Regions from separate parts of the Cyprinus carpio genome. Here region 1 is linked to region 2. The links are chromatin contacts, called in public Hi-C maps. All regions are on one chromosome and are shown on one strand. Each heading gives the region's core, a stretch centred on a gene start, on an enhancer-like site or on the middle of the called end of the contact. The rest is flanking DNA. Distances are from core to core; before and after follow the strand shown. Region 1 overlaps LOC109065948 (beta-1,4-mannosyl-glycoprotein 4-beta-N-acetylglucosaminyltransferase-like). Region 2 holds the start of LOC109079321 (cyclic AMP-dependent transcription factor ATF-4-like).

Region 1 (6,257 bases), core at 176-2,675, 63 kb after region 2:
CCAGTGAGTAAGTCACATGCGAGCGTAAATTCATGACCCTTGACTACTGGTGGTGTATATTTCACCATGGCAGTATTTTAATTCCCCGCACAGATATTTTCTATATCTGGAGACCTGTTTTTAGCAGCATGTCTGACAGAGAGATAATGTTCTTCGGAAGTGATTCCATGTTTGTGGGAGTTCGTTCATTGCTGATCATTTTGGGGATTTAAATCAACATTCACAATGACATTCACAACCCACTGTACTTGTATTTCTGGAATGAAAGTGTGAGAATTAATGTAGGATGGGACTTGATTTTTTTTCTCCATGATGAAGTGATCAGATGGTTTGGGTGGATTGATGATGTCAGCTGTAATATTAATGGCGTTCACAATAAGATAGGGACATGAATGAAGAGAGTCAATGTTGATTTCATGTTGACTTTAACAGCGCCAGAAGAACGAGATAGTATTGTTAACGTTAGTATTTATTATGGCAGGGATCTTATTTAATGAGGTATGTTGGATTCGATGATATGGGTTCAGGGCTCTGAGAACAGGGTATTTCCAGAACTGGATTTCATAAGAAACTGTTTCCTCCTCTGACTTAAAATTAAAACACGAGAGAGCCAAGACCACAAAACACTGCATGGCTCTGTTCCAAAACACTGTGAGCTGCTTCTTTGCTGATTCCAGTTAAGTGTGATGCATGTTGCTAAACTAACAATAAAAACTACACATTGGACTAAACTGTTTATATGCTTTTCTGTATTGAATGCATTGCATTTACAACCAAGTCTTTGTCCGCCATCATGGATGTTTTTTATTTTTAGATTGTTGCAATGCATTCTCAGATCATGCTTTCTCTAAAAAAAAAAAATGAATTAGAATTTTAAATTTGGCCAAAAGAATCTTAGAAGGCAGCAGATGATTTGAAACAACCTTGGTGCAGCTGTGATGCCTTAAAGTGTTGCCTACATAGGCATCTCACTAGTTTGGAACAGAGCCTCTGACCTATTTTTATCAGGCGTCTCCCCATTCTTGTGCACAACATGGGTGGTGTTCACAGATTAAATATCTGACTTGAAAACAGCTCTTTTCCCAGCTTTAGGATGTTTTCCGCAAGGATTTCTCAAACAGGAAGCTCATTTGTGTTGTCCGAGCGGATCTCTCTCACATATCAGCTCAATCAGAACCCAGCAGAGCTCAAACAAAGCCTTGTTTCTCTCGAATGGCCTCTTTCTCTCTCTCGTCCACAAACTCTTTCAGAACAGCTCACAATGATACAAAGATATTTTTTTGACCAAGGAAAAAGACGTTTGAGTTTGGAGGAATTTACAAGCGGTCAACGAACCCAAAAATGTGGCATTGCGCAATGAGTTTCCTTATTTTGATTCTGAAGTGCAGGCAAGAAAGTCTGTGCACCAATTAAATTCAGTCTGATCGCACACACACACATTCACTCTCTCTCTCTCTCTCACACACACACACACAGTCTTGTACAGTGAACACAGAGTCTCTAAAAAGAAAGCTGGAAATCATTCATGTAAACTTAGACCCAAACAGAAAGGTTTGCTGTTGGTGTCTGCATGGCCTGCGTTCACATATTGGACGGTGTTGGATGTTGGGACCAATGAGAGAATGAGGAAAGAGAGGAACAGGACAGCGTCCTCTTCTCTCCCTCTCTGTTCCCCTTGCTTACTGTCAAACCATCTTTGGCCCTCATTCTGCTCTACGCACCTCCTAGGTTGGACTGCCTGGCGTAAGGGTTCTCCAACAAGTAGCGGTAGTGATCGTATTTATCCAACATATATTTGGGGGCGTACATGTGCTCCTTAGGGTCTGATGGAGGGTACTCTTGCACGGAGCCGTCGAACCAGCCCCCGGTTCGGATCAGATCCTTTATGTAGTTGAGATCGCGCTTGTCCTCGTAGTCGCCCCAGCGAGGAAAGTCCCCGTTCTGGGCCGAAATAAGTTTAAAGTGAATTCCCTCTGGCGTGAAACACCAGGAGCAGTGCCAGCCTGCGAAATGGAACGGACTTCCAATCGACCACTGCACCAAGATGTGTCCGGTGTCGTTCTCGTACTTCCGGAATCCCGGCATGGTGTAGTACTCCCGCCGCCGGAGCCGAATCCCATCGTTGTCGTAGACGGCCCTCAGCATCCCGACGGTGCATCCGGACACCACCTCGAGGGAGCCCAGCTGCTTCCAGAAGAATCCGTACAGGGACTTCCGCATGTGGATGGCGAAAGGCTCCGTCCAGCCATCAAAAAGCTTAAGGAAAATGACTCCCTCCTGAGCCGGGATTTCGTCTGCATCGTTGATGAGAAAAACATCGTCGGATCTCGAGCCTGCGATCCTCGACATGCCATCACGAGTCAGGAACGTGCGCAGGTAGTCATCGGCGATCCAGCCATCCTGTCGGCCGCCCTCTGGGAAATGGTCCAGGAAGACGTAGAGGATCTTGTGGCGCACGTAATCGTACGTTCCGTTGAGCAGCAGATGCAGGAATCTCAGCGGACGCCTCTCTCCGTACGCCGTGAAATTGGACTCGCACACGAGGAAGAGATCCACGGCCCGGATGAGCTCGCGGAAGCGCACGTGCAACAAGTCAAACTCGTGGTTCACGTTGATGGCGTTTATGACGTGTCGAGGCGTCTCGCGGGGGGTCAGTCTCTCTTTCGTGGGCAGATTGGAGTGGTACACCATAGTGGGCACTCCGCAGTAAGGACCGTGCCAGCCCGGCCGACAAATGCACTTCACAAGTCGCTTGCCGCGCTTGGGTTTCCCTCGAGAGGCTCCAGACTCCTCCACTGATTTCACTGGCGTCTTCGACTCGTCCGGCTTCTGCAGTATTGTCCGCTTGCCGAGGCCAGCTACGCTGGGTCTCACTTTCAACATCTCATCTTTAGGCTGTGCCACCTCTGTCCCCTGACGGAAGCACAGAGCGCCTGCTTTGGTGCGGATGAAGTAAGGAGAGCGGTCATCCTTGAGGACGTGGGTGCGGCGGTGCAGGTCGCCCAGGGATTCCAGCGCGTCTGGAGTAGAGGCGTGACGTGGTTGAGGCTTGTTCACCGCAGCGTCTCTCTGTGGGTCAGGCTTTTGGTTGGTCGAGGCGATCAAACCTCCCTTATGGACCTGATTAATGAAGAACAAGATCCATGAGAAGACAGCAAAATCTGGACACAAGTTTCACTGACTCTTAGGGTGATGATACATGGGGCAACTTTTTGAGCAATGTTGCCAGGCAACATTAACATCAACAGGCAACCAGGTGAGACACGGGGCCAATGATCTAAAATGTCCAGATAGAAATTTGTTACCCATTCTCAATGGGATAGTGCCCAAGCAACAGTGCTCAAAAAAGTTGCCCTGAGTATCATCAGCCTTAGGGCAAAACAAATGACACAAATCATTAAACCAATAAGCCGCAGGAAGCCGTGGTTTACAGTGAATTTATGATAGCTAAGGGGCGTTGTTAGGCATGACACGAAGCGTCCTCAGCTGTTATAAATTCACTGTAAACAACGGCTTCACGGGGCGTATTGCTTTTATAAAACGGTGATTCCATAAATGTAGCAAGGTTTCACAAAATAAAACAAAACAAATAAAATGTAATATTAATAAAAACATTATTCTTCCGCCAAACAATGTAGTTCCTTACAAAAGGTTGTGGTTGCAACAAAGTGGTTGCCGAGCAACACACGGAAGTAAACAAAGATGTATGTTTGTAGAGTAATTTACAACAGCTTCGATCGCACCTCAACCAATCAGAATCAAGCACCGGAATGATCCGTTTTATTTGATTACAGCGGACCATGTTCTAGTTCTAGTAGCAAACCACCACATACTACATCTCGAGTGAATTGCACAGCATCAAATCTACTTTTATTTTCATATGCCAAAGCAAACAAAAGTGAGCATCTGACTGCTTAAAACTTGCTCATTACGAACAATTGTCGTGAAAAACTTGACACAATGGGAGTTTGACCGATTATCAATTTTTTACGAATTTTAACTTCATAGTCAACTTGAAAATGTAACTACAGCATGATTCAAGTAACTTTTTCTGTATTAACCCGCTAGTTAAAGAAAATTCTATTCCGAGTGCAGCACACATGAAGCCGTCAACATGATGTAAATGTTCAACAAATCACTTGTTAAATATATTTGCAGAAAAGATGCATGAACTACATCTTGTACAAACTTGTCTTATACATATATTCGAGGAAAATGCTTTAAAAAATATCGCAGAAATCAAGGTAATTCAGAATGACTGAAGGTATAACACCAGTAGACTATTATTAACTAAAGATGTTCTGTAAAAACAGCGAACAGCAGCTTTTAGTCTGATCGTGGCAAAACATTAAATTCGAATTAATTGATAAAATCTGAAAAATCGTTCAGCCCAGCCCTACCCTAACCTACCAATCGGATGAGTTGGGGGCGGGGCTATCTGTCTGACTAACCAATGACAGACGGGGGAGTGTTTGTTTTGGTGAAATCACACATGACTTCAGAGAAGAGCAGCGCTGGTACCTCTGTAGTCCCTGAGCTCCTGCGCTGTGGATCTTCAGGTCTCTTCCACGGATGTGGTGCTTCAGGTTTTTCTCCGGCCCGGGACTTGCTGTGGACCAGCCGAGGCCCTTCCTCCGGAGACACGCGGGACAGTGGGTTGGTGCCCTCCTTCCAGAAGAAACCAGTGACCATGATGAAGGATTTGATGTTAGGGTAAGGTGCAGACAACTCCCTCAGCAGGGACACATAGTGGAGAGCCTTGTAGTAATGCAGGAAGGAGATGACACACAGTCCCACCGTGCAAATCAAGAAAACCCTGTGACGTCTCATTTTCATCCTGAGAAACAGAGAGAGATTTGGAACAGATATCAGACTTAGATTTGGAAGAGAAACTATAACTGATGAACAATCTTACAAATTCATATTCAAGTGCTAAATTCAGTGGGGTATTAGCCGTTTCCATCACCCTGTTTTAATGTGCATTTTGTAGTATCACATCAGAAACGAGTGACGGAAAGCATTTCATTGTACACGGAGTTTCTCTGTGCATTCGACAATATTTTTAATAAGCTCCTGCAAAAATCACACAAATGAAAGAGAAGCAGTCATAAATATATTTGGGAATTGGAAATGTGGTTGATTTGAATATATTTCAGATGATATGAATGTCTAAACAAACACAGACAAATCACAATCTATGGGAAGCAGCCGGTTATCAGAGTGCCTCCCAAGACGTCTTAAGCTTATTTGGAGTGCATCATAGCCGTAAGTGCATTTTGTGGCATTATCCTCACTGGAATGCTGTACGTGATTGTAATGTAAAGTGCTCAGTGTTCACGATTAGATGAAATGCTCATGAACGGTTTTTCAGAGCAGCTGAAGAACAGAAGCTCCTCAGTGTGTCTGACCTTCCAGATCCTCAGGGATAGTAACAAAACACCTCACGAGAACCAATTATATACACACAGAGTCCCTATCGGACACGGAGTTCAGTCAGACTCCAAAGCAAATAAACAGATTTCCTGGACCAGACATGTTGTACAGGAAGAGGCAGCTGTTAAATACCCAGCTAACCGAGCGAATGAGAGGAACAGAGCGCTCAGCAGCGACGTGATTGGACAATCAGGTGCTCTAACGCAGGAAACACTCTCCAATCACATCATGCGGGGTTCACAAGACACAAATAAACTGACGCATTTTTGTGGGAAGAGGAATAAAAAGAGCAACAACTGGCAGCCACATTGGATTTAACACAATCAAACTCCTACACACACACACACACACACACACACACACACACAGAGAGAGAGTCAAATACATTCACTCCGTGACTTTTCTCACTTCACAGGAATTCAAACCAGTCGAAGTGCAGCCTGTTTTTTAATTTTATGATGGGTAGATTTGGGTGGAACTGTGCAGTTAGATGGGATGTTATCATGCTCACATACAGAGAAACGACTTGAAACAGAATTCAAGGGTCTTCAGATGCATTTTTAAAAAGTTGAAATGGTTTTAACATGAAATTGCATCCTAAAAACGCTCAGAATCACAGACATGCATGTGACACACATGTTTTACACGTTTGGTTGTCAGTTTCTGTGTCGATGGCTGTACAACACATGGACATGATCTGATTGGCCAAGTCATGTTTTTTCCCCCCGATTTTCATAGTATGCAAATTATAGCACTAACTCAAATACAAGAACTAATAATGAACGAGTTAAACTTGTTGGTGTTGTACTTCCTTATTTCAACAA
Region 2 (6,599 bases), core at 2,675-5,174:
GAAACGAGCATCTCCTTCATGATCACAGTGAACATCACATCCGTAATCGATCTTTACAGAAATCACTTTTGAAGTCAGTTCCTCTGAAAATCATATTCTTCAGTAAAGGGGACTGAGACACAGCACACATATAATCATGAAGCTTTGTGAAAACAAACCACAGGTCAGCGTGAAGCAGGACATCGTGACCATTTCAACATCAAGATCAACCACAACATGAGCCTGATTCTAACGTTATAAAAAAACCTGAGAACCTTGGGCCAATAACTGTTCATAATTACACATGTAGAAGTTAAAACTACTGCTGCATTTGATCCTGATCACCCAATAAAACCGTCTTTAATATGGACCAGATGCATTTTAATATCAGCTTCTGCTGATTTCCACATGCATTCTAACGAACAGGTCAATCTTCATACTCGCTTGATATTGATGTAGTTTTACTCTAGATATCTTCAGTCCTGAGGTGTGGTGGGTTGTGTAAGGGAATAAGGGAGGTTTGGGAGCATATGGGTTGTCTTTTCCTTTATTACAATATATTTTGTGTACTTTACCAAAAAAAGAAAACCAGCCAACAGAAGACATGATTTTTTAATGTCTTTAATGGAAAACAGCAAAGCGATTTTACAGCCAACACACTACACCGTGACAGATCTAGCGTGTTTAGCGTGTTTACACAGCACACGTGAAGCGTATTTACAAGCACTACAGCAACAGATTCAGTGTAACAACTCTGACTGATGAGCCCCTTACTGGACGATAAACGACTCGAGTGAGTGAGAACGAAAGAGTTTAGAGCAGAAACACCGGGGGAAGCGTTAACCCTGACCAGAGCTGACCGCATCCTGCGGTTTAGCTTTGCTCCTGCGGTTCTTGGCAGACCGGATCTCCTCCATGAGGTCCTTCAGGTAGCGGATCTCTCGGCTGATGGACTCTGCTTTCTCCTGGAGCTGGTGGTTTCTCTTCTCCAGCTCGGCGCACTCGGAGCTCAGCGTCTCCTGCTCGGCGCGTTTCTTCTGCCGGTAGCGCGTCGCGGCCGTTTTGTTCTGCTCCATCTTCTTCAGTTTCTTCTCCACTTTAGGAGCGCCGGGCGCGGCCTTCACAGCCGGGTCGGGTCTGGAGTAGGGTTTGGTTCTGGAGGAGCCGGCGGGCTTCGGCGAGGGTTCGGGATCGGATCCGGAGATCCCGCTGTCGCTGTCGGACAGATCGGCGGCCCTCGCCTCCTCTTTGGGAGTCAGCAGCAGCACGATGTGGGATGGAGTCAGCATGATTTCGGCGGACTGGAGCACAGACACCTCGCTGCCCAGCTCCAGTGTGCAGCTGGGATCCGGAGACAGAGGCTCAGGCTTGACCTCTACGGGCTCCTGAAGGTCGAGGGTCAGCGGAGGCAGAGCCAGGCCCAGCTCTGTCGAGCCGAACGCGAGCGGATCCAGGTCCAGATCCATGTCGGTGTCCAGGCAGGCCAGCAGCTCTTCTGGAGAACTGGGAGGCTCGTCTGAATCACAAGATCCGATCAGAGAATCCAGATCAAAGTCATTCAGGTCTAACTTCTCCGTCATCCAATCCATGCCAGAAAACGCATCGCCTGCTGGAGGACAAACAGAATTTTAGTAAATGCAGATTTGGTTTTAAAATGCAGGTATAGAAACCGTAGCAGAGGAAACCTCTGAAACACTGCTGCTCAACCCGTGACCCTCGTCTGTGTGATGCACTAACCTGAAATCATCTTACCATTAACTAACTTAACCGCAGAGTTCACCTACAGAGAGAACTACTGATCTCTGAAACCCAATGAGCTCTCACTACCGTTCTGTGTTATTTTAGTGTCACTGGGATATTATTTGTAGATCTGGATTAACTTATTATATTTTGTTTGTAATTTAGTTAGCCGTTTATTTTAATTTCTCCCAATATAGTACATTCATATTCAGTTCTAGTCTTTGTTTGGTAAAATAAATGCATGGTTTTTCAGAATATTTTATTGCAAGTAATGAAAATGTTTGTTTTAATGATATTTTTATCATCAGTTATGATGATTTTGGTTCTGTTATAATACCAGTAAATCTCTGAAAAACAATATGCATGATAATGTACGCATTTGTTTTTACTAATGGAGTTATTTCTCTATTTCTCTATATCTCTGTTTTGAGTGGTTTTATTATTTCCATGTTAATTTTAAAGTTTTATTTACTTTAGCTTTTGCCAGTTTTATATAGTTTATCATATGTCTATATAGTTTTAATTACTTCTTCAGGTTTGGTTTTAGCTATTTTAGCTCATCAGGTTATACTAAAATAAGAAATATTGCCTCAGCAAATAAATGTCAATTCTCTTTTTATTTTACCCTTTTAATTAAGTTTAATAACCCCTTGACCCACACCAAACACAACCAACACTGACCAAGAACTTTTTTTCGGTGTACGAGTGTGATGCATTGAGTTTCCAGAGCAACCGTGTGTGTGTGTGTGAAGCCTCACCTGTGCTCTGCTCGGGCTCCGTCTGCGCAGGCGGCCAGGAGAGAGACTTACACCCTACAGAAGCGGGACGAGAGGGAGAGAGGGGCGAGAGAGAGGAGGAAGAGGAGAGGGGCGAAGACCACCCCTCCGACAGAGCGCTCTCCTCATCTTCGTCCAGAAGGGGCCCAAAGGGGTCAGCCATCAGAGATGAGGGGCCCCAGGAACAGGGGCCCCCACTGAGACCTCCAGACTCATCTGAGACACCCACAGACATGGCACGCGGGTCAGAGGCGGAGCGGAGCGGGACAGGGGTTCTGGAGCGCTGGTGAACGCTGTGGATGTGCTGTCTACAGCAGCAGAGCTGTGGGTGGATGCCACAAGGGACCTGAAAGAAACCAGGGGAGACGACGTTACAGAGACAGCGCTGAAGAACCAAAGCGGAAATTAGACTTTCCAAGTGACTAACTGGGACTGGAAATTCTGAGTTTCATCAACAATACTAATATCATTATGTTTATTTATTAATTAAAAAAAAAAAAAAGGACAGTATTAACTGGAAAATGCATTCACAAGGTTAATTTACTCAGAATTTACAAATCACACTCCTACGCATACTATTATGATGTTATGTAAATAGCTTTTTTTTTTTTTTTTTTTTTTTTTAGAACAAAGAGGAACCAGTTCTCGAGTCCCAACCCTTGCTGGAGGGAAGATTTAATGACACACTGGTATTTTTAATTCACTTCCTCACGCTGGATAACCAGTTGAGATTACCAGCACCGTAAACCAGTTCATCCAGTCTCTAAACACCTAAAGGTGTTCCAGTTAAACCGGCCGATCAAACTAGATGCCATCTGGGAGGAACTCAAGCTGCCCACACACACACACTTTCCCATCACTAGTATTTACCAGCACTAGTAACTATTATTAACCCATCTAGTGGTTCCCCTCTAGGCAGGACTTTCCCCGCCCTTCCCGAGAACATCTCCTAATATGGTCATGAGTACGGGAAGCCCCGCCCCGCCCCCTTCGCAAGATGAAGGTGTCTCTGACGCCCTCGCGCCATTTTGAGGCGCCACGTTGCCGCTTCGCGACAAAAACCGATTGTTTATTTCATGGATTAGCGCGTGTCTGTCTGGCAAACAACGACGGAAGAATCAAACCGAAAACACTTTACACAGCCACACTGTAAACCTGCTAAACGCCAAACTAGGCTACTTGTTAAAACTAATAGTAACAAATACAACCGCTTTTAAAACCTTCGACGAGTTCGTGACAATTTAATTATTACACCTGAGAAATACTTACGCCATTTTGCCAAATAGAGCCAGTGCACTTGACCGCTGCACTGCCGGATTCGCCGCCGCGATGGTTGCCGGTGCTAGCCGCTACACTGCCATGATTCCCGCGGGAGAGCTGCGCGCGGAGAGACTGGAGCGCTGGAGAGAGAAAACAGAGAAATGGCTGCGCTGCCGCTTATATACGCGCGCATCACACCCACACAGTACGCTTCCTCCGCGCGTATCACTCCGCCAGTGGTTGCTTGCTGATTGGCCTCTGCGCCTGTCAGTATTACCAAACAAATAGTACCTAAATATTTACTTTCTCACGGGATGTGGGTCATGCGCGCGGAGCTCAGACACGAAACAAACTCGTCGCAATTACGTTAATATATTAGATAGTTCGAATAAATGACAGATTTTACGAGCGATATACTTTAAGATTTCATTGACAAGCGAGGTTTACGCTAAGTTAAAGTAATTCTTATAACGATTGGACAGTGTTAAACATACACGAAATACTCAAACTATGCCAGTAGTTAAGGACAATCTTTTTATTATTATTATTTTGACTCTTTTGCGAAGGTACAACACAAGAATGCATGTCTGCACGAGAGAAAAACAGAGTTATAAGAAACTGCAGGAGTCTGACCTTTAGTGAACATTAAGAAAGTGCACTTCCGTATAATGTACTTAAACTGCTCTATTTTAATTTTGTACTTAATATAGGCCTACTAAAAATGAAATGCAGCGGTCAAAATTAAAATAAACTTAAGGTCATCTAAAACGTGCTTTAACATACTATCTCTGTATTTAAAAAGTGTATTTAGTCACAAATGTATATTGGCAATATATATTAAAGGTATATTGGCAGATATTTTTGACAATTTTTTCAGAAAACAAGACATGATATCTTAGTTATTTTACTTGTACAGTAAATTCATCTTGATTCGAGAATTTTTAGATACTTTTACTAGAAAACAAGACAAAAATACTAAGCAAGAAAATAATTTTTTGCAGTGATGTAGCTTTGATCACAGCAATAAATTAAATTTTAGCAGATATTCACACAGAAAAGACTTGATTTAAATTGTAATAACATTTCTCTGTATTTTTGATCAAATGTATTTTTGTTTGGTTAGCAGAAGAGACGTGGTGTGGATCTGGTGGGCAGAAGAGACGTGTCTTTGAAGACGCTCTTCTGCTGGATCCGCGTGTGCAGGTGGGAGTTTAGTTTCTCATGAGGGTTTAGTTGACTACACACAATGGTTTTCCTATTCATTTTGAAAGTGATGGAGTGGTGAAAAAGACAGAGCAGAAACAAAGAGTTTGAGAAAGAAATGACCAAACGTCACGGAAAACATTTGCTGCATCAGCCTGTCTTTCACTGATTGATGAGCTATAGCTCTATTTGTGTGGTATTCCTGCTTGATATCAAACTAACCCGTCCTTCACACATTCACACTGGATCTTATACAAGTGTATCCCTCCATCAGAGCGTCTCGAGTGTTCACGCACCTTTAGCAGAAGATCATGCTGCATGCAGACAGTTTTGAAAGAATCTTAGCCTACATCGTAAAAAACAGGAAAAAATAGCTTAAAGATATAGTTCACCCAAAAATGATCATTCTGTCATCGTTAAATCTGATGTTTCAAACCTGTACGGGTTTCTTTCAGCTGCTGAATAGTAAATAAGATATTTTGAATAATGTGTGTAGCCACACAGTTGCTGGTAGCCATTGACTTCCATAGCATGTTTATCCATACTACGGAACTCAATGGGTACCGTCAACTGTTTACTTACTAACATTCTTCAAAAGACCTTCTTTTTAGGGTGGTTGCTAGTGTGGTTGCTATGGTACCCGGGGTGATTGCTAGGGTGCTTCCGTGCAGTTGCTAGGGTACTCGGGTTGGTTGCTAAGGTGTTGCTATGCGGTTGCTAGGGTACTTGGGGTGGTTGCTAGGGTGGTTACTAGGGTACACAGGGTGGTTGCCAGAGTGTTGCTATGCGGTTGCTAGGGTACTCAGGTTGGTTGCTAAGGTGTTGCTATGCGGTTGCTAGGTTACTTGGGGTGGATGCTAGGTTGTAGCTATGGTGTTCTGGGAGGTTGCCATGTGATAGATAGACAGATAGATAGATAGACAGATTAGAAATATTAGACAGAGTGGAAGCCTAAATGAGTTTAAATGTATTAGAAATAGTACAAAGAATTGCAGCTTAATTGAGTCTAATGGGCTTCAGTGTGTTTAGATTTTTTTTTCTTTCTTTCTGTACTCTTTTCACACTAGTAACTTTCAGTTTTACAGCAGCAGTATTGCACAGTTCTCTGCTTTAAATTCCATTTATTATTTCCTTGTTTCTTAAAAAATCAGTCTGTTGTCCAAGTCAAATGTGTTATCCCACGGCACACATCAGCTCCCAGACACTAGAGAATTGAGAAATATTCCTTCTGGATCTTCTGGAAGTCCTTCTCAGTGAAGACGGATTTCTCCTGTTTGGAGACGGGCGGATCGGGCCGATGACATGCTGCCGGACGATCTAAAGAAACACACGTTATATCGTGACACATCATCACTGACAGAATCTGTGTGTGTGACCTGATGAAGCTGGAGGAGATTCAGACCGCTCTCGTGTCTCTGCTCTGTGTTTCACAATCAGCGCCCAGGAAATACTGCAGATTTGACTTCAGCTGTCTCTTCTTCTGCTTCTCTCTGTATTTGTCTGAGGAAAACAGAAACAAGCATCAGCTGGGAATGAGAATCTGAAGCAGAGCAGGTCATATCACATCAGTGCGTGAAGAATGAATGAGGAGTTCTGAGCAGGTTTACAGAGGTTTGATTGGATTTAGGGGTCTTTGGGCAG

Evidence for each region. A called contact is a pair of places that touch in the nucleus more often than the background predicts.
Region 1: a Hi-C map of liver shows a contact between it and region 2, with 4 times the contacts expected there. The contact joins the enhancer-like site here to the promoter of LOC109079321 in region 2. A contact is called at or near these places in 3 of 8 Hi-C or Micro-C datasets (liver and skeletal muscle).

The regions. Positions count from the first base shown.
Region 1 is chrB6:565,481-571,737 of ASM1834038v1, forward strand. It overlaps LOC109065948 (beta-1,4-mannosyl-glycoprotein 4-beta-N-acetylglucosaminyltransferase-like), which reads right to left. Exons shown (of 3, transcript XM_042725264.1): 2 at 4,522-4,837; 3 at 514-3,120. The coding sequence starts at 4,836. The coding sequence ends at 1,714. Among protein-coding and RNA genes, the nearest start is that of LOC109065948, 13 kb to the right of the region's middle. Within about 2 kb of position 1,426, at least 4 of the 8 cell types and tissues checked have an H3K27ac peak or open chromatin away from gene starts, as enhancers often do. A contact at or near this core is called in liver and skeletal muscle, where this site is marked.
Region 2 is chrB6:499,527-506,125 of ASM1834038v1, forward strand. LOC109079321 (cyclic AMP-dependent transcription factor ATF-4-like) reads right to left here and starts at 3,925. Exons shown (of 3, transcript XM_042725256.1): 1 at 3,765-3,925; 2 at 2,478-2,841; 3 at 585-1,588. The coding sequence starts at 2,730. The coding sequence ends at 819.